Linked DNA regions of Mus musculus: region 1 is linked to region 2. A link is a contact called in public HiChIP or PLAC-seq data. All regions are on one chromosome and are shown on one strand. The core of a region is the stretch at or near the end of the contact, and the rest is flanking DNA. Distances in the headings are between cores, read along the strand shown.

Evidence for each region. HiChIP or PLAC-seq counts read pairs in DNA pulled down with a chosen protein or histone mark.
Region 1: a contact with region 2 is called in an H3K27ac HiChIP or PLAC-seq map of heart atrium, with 5 read pairs. The contact joins two enhancer-like sites. A contact is called at or near these places in 2 of 39 promoter capture datasets (both in liver), 7 of 484 Hi-C or Micro-C datasets (bone marrow-derived macrophages, cerebellar granule neurons, cerebellum and 2 more), 2 of 115 datasets of contacts at active chromatin or transcription factors (embryonic stem cells and heart atrium) and 2 of 9 other capture datasets (adipose tissue and liver).

Annotation. Positions count from the first base shown.
Region 1 is chr6:137,610,166-137,613,875 of GRCm38.p6, reverse strand. The region is part of intron 1 of Eps8 (epidermal growth factor receptor pathway substrate 8); the gene reads left to right. Among named protein-coding and RNA genes, the nearest start is that of Eps8, 37 kb to the left of the region's middle. Within about 2 kb of position 1,450, at least 19 of the 459 cell types and tissues checked have an H3K27ac peak or open chromatin away from gene starts, as enhancers often do. A contact at or near this core is called in heart atrium, where this site is marked.
Region 2 is chr6:137,453,622-137,457,343 of GRCm38.p6, reverse strand. Ptpro (protein tyrosine phosphatase, receptor type, O) reads right to left here. Exons shown (of 27, transcript NM_011216.3): 25 at 2,624-2,759. Among named protein-coding and RNA genes, the nearest start is that of Gm52924, 180 kb to the right of the region's middle. Within about 2 kb of position 1,798, at least 63 of the 459 cell types and tissues checked have an H3K27ac peak or open chromatin away from gene starts, as enhancers often do. A contact at or near this core is called in heart atrium, where this site is marked.

The DNA of each region.
Region 1 (3,710 bases), core at 201-2,700, 160 kb before region 2:
CTCTCTCTCTCTCTCTCTCTCTCCCTCCCTCCCTCCCTCCCTCCCTCCCTCCCTCCCTCCCTTCCTTCCTTCCTTCCTCCTTCCCTCTCTGCCTCCCTCCTTTCCTTCTTTTCTTCCTTACCCCGTCCTCTCTTTCTCCCTCCCTTTATTTATTTTAAAACAAGTTATTATATAGCACAGGCTAGTCTCAGACTTACTGTATAGCCGAGGATAGCTTTGAATTCCCGACTTTCCTCTCTCCCCCTCCCAGGTGTTGAAATTTTAGGCATATGCCTTGGCCTGGCCAACTAATTTCATTTGAAAAATATTTCTCTTTATGTTATGTTTGTGAGTATTTACCTGTATATCTGGGTGTGTAGCACAAGCATGCAATGCCTGTGGAGGCCAGGAGAAGGTATAGGATCCCCTGGGATTGGAGTTAGAGATGGTTGTAAATTGTTACATGGGTGGTGGGAACTGAACCTGGGTCCTCTGGAAGAGCAGGCAAGTGCTTTCAATGGTTGAGTCATCTCTTTAGCCTTCTTTCTATCTATCTATCTATCTATCTATCTATCTATCTATCTATCTATCTATCTATCTATCTCTCATCTGTGTGTCTGTCTGTCTGGCATTTATTTGTGTGTGTGTGTGTGTGTGTGTGTGTTTGTGTGTGTGTGTACAGATAGTGTGGTGTGCATGCAGAGGTCAGAGGACAACTCCATGGAGTTGGTTTTTTTCTCACAGCATTATATGAATCCTGGGGACTGAACTCCAGTCTTCAGGCTTGTTCAGCAAGCACGTTTACCCACTGAGCTATCTCACCAGTTCTTTTTTAGCTATGTCTTGTAGTCGGCTTGCTTGGGATGCATGGTGTAGGTGTTCAGGGAGGGAAGTAAGTACCAGTCGTGGGAAAAGTTATTAGTTGTTTTTGTTGGTGGTAACAAATGTGATCACTGTTGTTTTCTGACATTTTCTAAAGATGTGTGCTGCTTCTAATTCCTCTATGACTAGTTAGCCTGTCTAGCCTTTGCTCAGCTCAGCTACTGAGCAGAGCAGGAGGCAGGAGCATTATTCTGTGACTTACTGTCCTTGAGCCCCTTTCAGGGTTACAATGCTGTAGGGTGGGGGCTTCAGGATTTCTATTCTTGTTCTTCACTCTGCTGCCAAGTTCAGAGTCCTGTCAGTTCCACCTTGCCCTTCATCTGCCTCCTGCTTGGGTTTGGGAGTTTACAGAATATAAATCGTTAAAACCCTTTCCCCCCAAATAGGACAAGTGTCTTAATTGAGGTCAGGCTAACACCTAGAGTGACAGAATCTTCCCCCAGTGCCCCGTTGGCACACAGAGAGAACTCACACAGCCAAAGAATGGTGTGAAACTGTGTCCCCAAAGTGTGTCCACTGGGATAAGGCATATGCCCAGTTGGACGCCCAGGGCAGCAGCTCTCTTGCCAACTTCTGGTGTTCTGTTTGGTCTCAGGCCAGATGGCAACATAGCAGCAGGTGGACCATCAACCCAGGCCTTTCTTCTGCCTCCTCAGGGCTAGGATAAAATGCCCAGCTGTCTCTTCCCTTGTAGGAGTGAGCCTGTGCAATCACTAATTGCCCTTACTGTTACTTAATATTTACATAGCTTTGTTGACATTTGTAACTGTAGTACCACTGATATGGATGTATTTGGATTATAAAGGCTTTGAGTTGCTTGGTTAGAGTAAGTGGAACCCATTTACCAGCAAGTCGGCAAGATGAAAGGGCTTCCTGAGTGGGCATGGAGGAGGTGGACAGACCTGTATTAGACTGAACCAGTAGACTGTGATGGTTAGACACACCCTTACTGAGCCTGTATGAATTAAATAGTCTCTGGACCTGTTATCATGCACCTGTTTCCTGACAGTCATGAGACAGGAGCACACAAAAGGCGCTCCCTTGAGTCTAAATGTATCCCCCAAATCTCATAATTCTTAGATGTTTTTGCTTGGATTATATTATTATTACACTGGATTACACTAACGGTATCTATAGCTGGAATACATTGACTTCTGGTCTCACTGTAGTCAGGGACACACGGAAAGTCATCAAGAAGAAATCCTGCCAAAAGAGCCAAGAATGTTAGTGACACAGGGTTCCTTCATGTAGGTCTTGCATCCCCAAGCAGTAGCTTGGGTTTCTGCGATTTGATATAAGTACCATAAGGCTAAGTGCTCTCAGTAAATGGTGGTGTATCCTGCACATCCCCTTTGTCCCATAATGCAGCCCAAATGACACAGCTTCTGTTGCTGTGCCCTTAGGAAGGTGTTGGCTTTTGCCGTCCCTTCCCGTGGGGTCTTATGAAGAAAGGAGATCCAAATTCTAAAGTATTTAAAGCCACCAGGTGCCAACAAATTCAAAAAACAAAAGTGGGAGAGAGGGCCAAACATTAAGGTTTTGGTAAATGGTTATAATTAGCTAATTATCTCTTCTTCTGCATTAATGTCATTATTAACATCACCACTGCTAAGACCATAATCGCTTGGGTCATCACACTTCTTGTAGCCATGCCTGTGAGCTCCTGACTGTGAGGAGGAAATCACACCTCACTGCTGGGATGCAGGGTTTTCTTCTCTTAGAGAATCTGAAACCTCAGCAATGCTCCTGGCTCCACAGCCGTAAATTGCTTTTCTTTTACTACTGGGAGTATTTAGTTCTTGTTCAAAGTGTCAGACCAGGTTATGGGTCCCACTCCACCTGTGGGGGAATTTTAAATGCCCAATTAAGAGTTTCTTTTCTTTTTTTTTTTTAAGTATGTGTATGCCTGTTTTTTTGTTGTTTTGTTTTTTCTGTGTGTTGATCTGTGTACCATGTACATGTGCATGCAATTTCTGAAGAGGCCAGAACAGGGTTATAACTTCCTGGGCCTGGAGTTGTAAGGTGCCACGTGGGTGCTGGGAATAGAATCTGGGTCCTCTGCAAGACCAACCAGCTCTTGATCCTAATTACTCTTAATTACAGCAAGTTCTTAACTACTGAGCCATTTTGCTCCAGGAGCTTCTGTCTAGATAGTTACAGTGGCTGTTGCTGATTGGTTATTGGCCTCCTGTCTGGATCTGGTTCCTGGGTCTCTGTCTTGTTTACTTGATGGAATTCTGAACTGTACTGTAGACCTAGGCAGGTCACGAATTCTGTCTGTTGACTCTTGGTCTTGGCTTAGAAACCTGCCCAGACTCCCTTAGTTCCTTTTGATTTCCTAGGCTTCGCTACCCACTGCCTCCTTCCCCACCAGACACTTCAGATGGAAGCCCTTGAGCCTCAGTTTCTCCAACAGCCATCTTGTCAGTTAGCATCTGCATATTATCTGAACTGGTATTTAAGTGGAATTTTATGGAGTAACACTGAGGAGGGAGAAGGAAAAAACAAAGCATAAGAGAGATTGGTGTGTGTGAGGTTAATCTTCATTGTCAACTTGATGGGATGCACAATCACCATGGAAACACTCCTGGCTATGTCTATGGAGGTGTTTTCAGAATTTTATCTGATCAGAGAAGACTTCTTAGTCTAGGCTGGGGTCCTAGACTGAATAAAGAAGAGAAGATCAAGCTAAGCACCAGCATTCTTCTCCCTTTGCTTCCTGGCTATGGGTGCAGGGTGTCCCGCTGCCTCCTGCTCTCCCTGCCTTGACTTCCGGCAGTGGTAGACTGTGTCACTTTGAACTGTAAGCTGGAAAGAAATCTTTACATCCTAAGTTGCTTCTTGCGAAG
Region 2 (3,722 bases), core at 549-3,048:
CTGTAAAGAAGGAAGCCGGACGATTAAAACTGGGGCCAAAAATATGGGAGAGACAAAGCAGAGCCCTGACCGTGCAGGAAGCCCCAGGGGCTGGTCTGCTCTCTGAGATTATCACTCTGAAGACAAACATCGAGGCTGCGGGGGAGCCAGAGGAGCCTTGTGCACAAAGTTTTCAGAAACGGACAAGGATTCTGTGGTTGTGAAAAATCAAAGGTAGCACCAGCCTACAGTCAACATCTTCAAAATTGTAAAGAGGTATCGATTAAGGGGACAAGTTGCATAATTCATCAAACAAGATGCTTAGAACAAGACGTGCTTTGAAGTGTGGGGATTTACACACACCACAAAACAGGTTCTCAGCCTTCCTCACGCTGGGACCCTTTAATACAATCCCTCATGTTGTGATGACTCCCAACCGTAAAATTATCTTTGTTGCTACTTCATAACTATAAGTTTGCTACTGTTATGAATTGTAATGCAAACATTGTGTTTTCTGATGGTCTTCGGCGAACCCTGCGAAAGGGTAGTTCAACAGCCAAAGGCGTAATGGACCCACAGGTTATGAACTGTTATCATGTAAGAATATGTTTTTTAAAGCGTCTATTACATATAAATGTAACGGAGATAGTTTTATTGCATATCAGAATATGTGTTTATGGAAGTAAACAACCAAAACTTCAGGCTGAAATCCAGCCCTCATTCCCTCCCATGACATCTCTCCCTTATCCCCACCAGCACCTCCCCCTTCCGACGTCACATGCTCTGTTTTGTTTTTGTTTGTTTTTGTTTGTTTTCCAGACCCACTGAGGATACTTAATGTTGTCTGTATGTGCATAGATGTGGAATATCTACAGGATTGTGGGTAGTTCCCTAAGCCTTGCATCCCTTTTCTAACTACCTGCTTCTCCCAAAAGGTCAACAGTTGTCCATAGCACCCTAATGCCCACCTCCCTGTATCCGTGCTGGGATTTTGTCCAGCTTGATCTCACTCAGGGTTTGAGCATGCTGTCACTACTGCTATAAGTTCTTATCTCAAGTGCTCTGCTGCGGGAAGAAAACAGTGCTGGCTTAGTGTGATCTGCTGCGCCTGCCTCTTGTGATCTTTCTGTCCCCTCTTTCGGGATGCTCCCCGAGCCTCTAGGGGAAAGGGTGTGGCTATATAACTCCCGTTTATGGCAGGTCACTCTGTAGTCTCTTATTTTCTGTAGTCTTACCAGTTGTGTGTCTCCATGCGAGTTGCCATCTATTGCAAAAAGAAGCTTCTCCTAATGGGAAAACATCCTGCCTGGGTATGCGTCCTAACTGTCATTCAGACGTTTGCTAATGAGTCACTACCTCCAAACTACCGTGCCCTGGGAGCAGCTTGGCAATGAATATGTTTGAATGGTTCTGCCAAGCCTTGCTAAGATGCAGCTGTGGTGATGGGAGTGAGCTGGGGGTAGGAAACCAAAGAGTAAGAAGTCGGTGTTGGAGAGACTCTGCCATTACCCTCCAGGCTATTTGAGTTATACTGACATCTAGTGGTTCTTGAACGAAGCTGCAGGAGGAAGAACAACACGTTAAAGCAGAGAGAAGTCAGGCCTGGCGTTGTTCTAGTCCAGAAGATTCCGCCCCCCACATTCTTCTCCAGGAAAAGCTCTATTGTGCCCTTGAGGCCAGGGAGTACCTAATAGCCCAGTGGTCTGGATTATAGAAAAGCCAGTGTACTCGGGTTTTGGCAGTCACACCGGTGTACTCTGGCTGTTGCTGCGGGGCAGCACAAGGCTGCCTGGAGCTGTCCTTCCAGGCTGAGCACATTCTAAAGCCTCACGGGAAAGAAGGACTTGGGAGACGAGGAGGCAAAGGGGACACTGGTTAATAAGACTGGGGGAATTCTGGGATACACCGCCTGTTCATTTAAGGCATTGGTTCTCAACCTTCCCAATGCTGTGACCCTGTAATACATTCCTCATGTTGTGGTGACCCCCAATCATAATAATTAGTTCATTGCTACTTCATAACTGTAATTTTGCTGCTGTTATGACATGTAATAGAAATATCTGATGTGCCTGACATCTAATCTATAACCCCCAGATGGGCTGCAACCTAGAGATTGAGAACCAGTGATTTAAGTAATAGGGCAGGGGAGGTGGATTGGGGGCTGGCAATCCTGAAAGCCTAGAGAGAGATCACAAATCCAACAACCAAGGGTTATTATCAGAAGTGAGTGAAGACAGAGTCACATGGAGGAACAAGCCCAGTGACAAACTTACTGACCAGTCTGTCATCTCAAGTAGAAATCAAACCACATCTGTCCTACAGTCTTCCTTACCCAGGCTGACTGCTACCTTCAGCGAGCGCCATACTGCTCAAAAGGGGTTGATTCTATTTCAGACACGCCCACGTGCTCCATATTCCTAGAAGGCAGATGAAGCCAGGCAAGTAGTGTGACTATTTACACCACGGCCTTTTGAGAGCTTGCTACCTATTCATTTGGAATGGGGTAGTTTCAAATATGCACAGCAAGAAACTGGGAAAGACAGGTGTAAAGACACTGAGACAGCCCGATTAAAACCAAACGTTGGGTAATAGGATGCTTTCCATCAAGAGCAAACTTAAGCGCACACGTCGATGCTGTTCCTACCTCTGTCTGTACCATTGACATTCGGTATGAGCGCATCTCTGATACCAGCCCTAAGATGTCCACAAATTCATGATCTCGAATGTGTTGCAGGAGCCTGTCCAGGGCAATGAAGGTTCCTGTCCGTCCCACACCCGCACTGCAAAAGAAGGTTCAGATAACACGTAAGTCTCACAGGGCTTCTGCACTGCTGGAAACCAACTGGAGATCTCTAAAGCAGACAGACAGCAATGAAAGGGGGAACCTGTTCTCCCACAGTGCCTTGCACTTAGCTGGGTCCTGAGGATGCTGAGGTGGCTGGTGCTGCTTAGAGGCCACATTTTTTACCATCACATCATTCGCTATAGAGGTAAGGCTTTGCACCATTTCTGCCCTGAGCTCTCTGTTTTTGGAGGAAAGTGAAGACGGTACACTGAGCAGCCCAAGGAGGAGATGGTTCACGCTCCCCTTTAGGCAAGGATGCATATTAACAGCCTTCTGTCTCAGGGGTAGACAGACAGACAGACAGACAGACAGACAGACAGACAGACAGACACACACACACACACACACACGTCATTCCTGGAACCCAGCTCAACCCAGCTCCAAGGTTTAGTTGACAACCCCACTGCCTAACTCCAACTCTGGAGCCTTGAACATTTATTTGCACACAGTCACCTCACCCTCTCAGACAGCCATGGAGAGGCTCTACTCCTCTAGTAGAACCACGTGTCTCTACTGACCCAGCCATGAATGTGCACGAATCTCCCAGCGATCTTTTAAATGACTACCTTGAGGGCGAACTCTTCTTATCCAGTGCCTGAGCCCCAGAGTTAAGGGTGTGGACAGATATGGACTGGTATTGCCAACTCCCTAAAGTTTCCTGTTCTCCGTGTTAAAGTCAGTTCTGCCCTTCTGCCAATCATCCGCAGAGCCAAAGGGCTTCGAACTTTAAATTACACTGACATTTTGGATAAAGAGACAGTTGAGCCAATTTAGATGTGGAATTTGCTAGAAGAAGAAGAAGAAGAAGAAAAAAAAAATCCCAAACTAAAAGCCTTTGAGTTCAGAACCCAATTTGCTTTTTCTATTAGATAACTCTTCTCTCCTGGGGCTTCTCAGA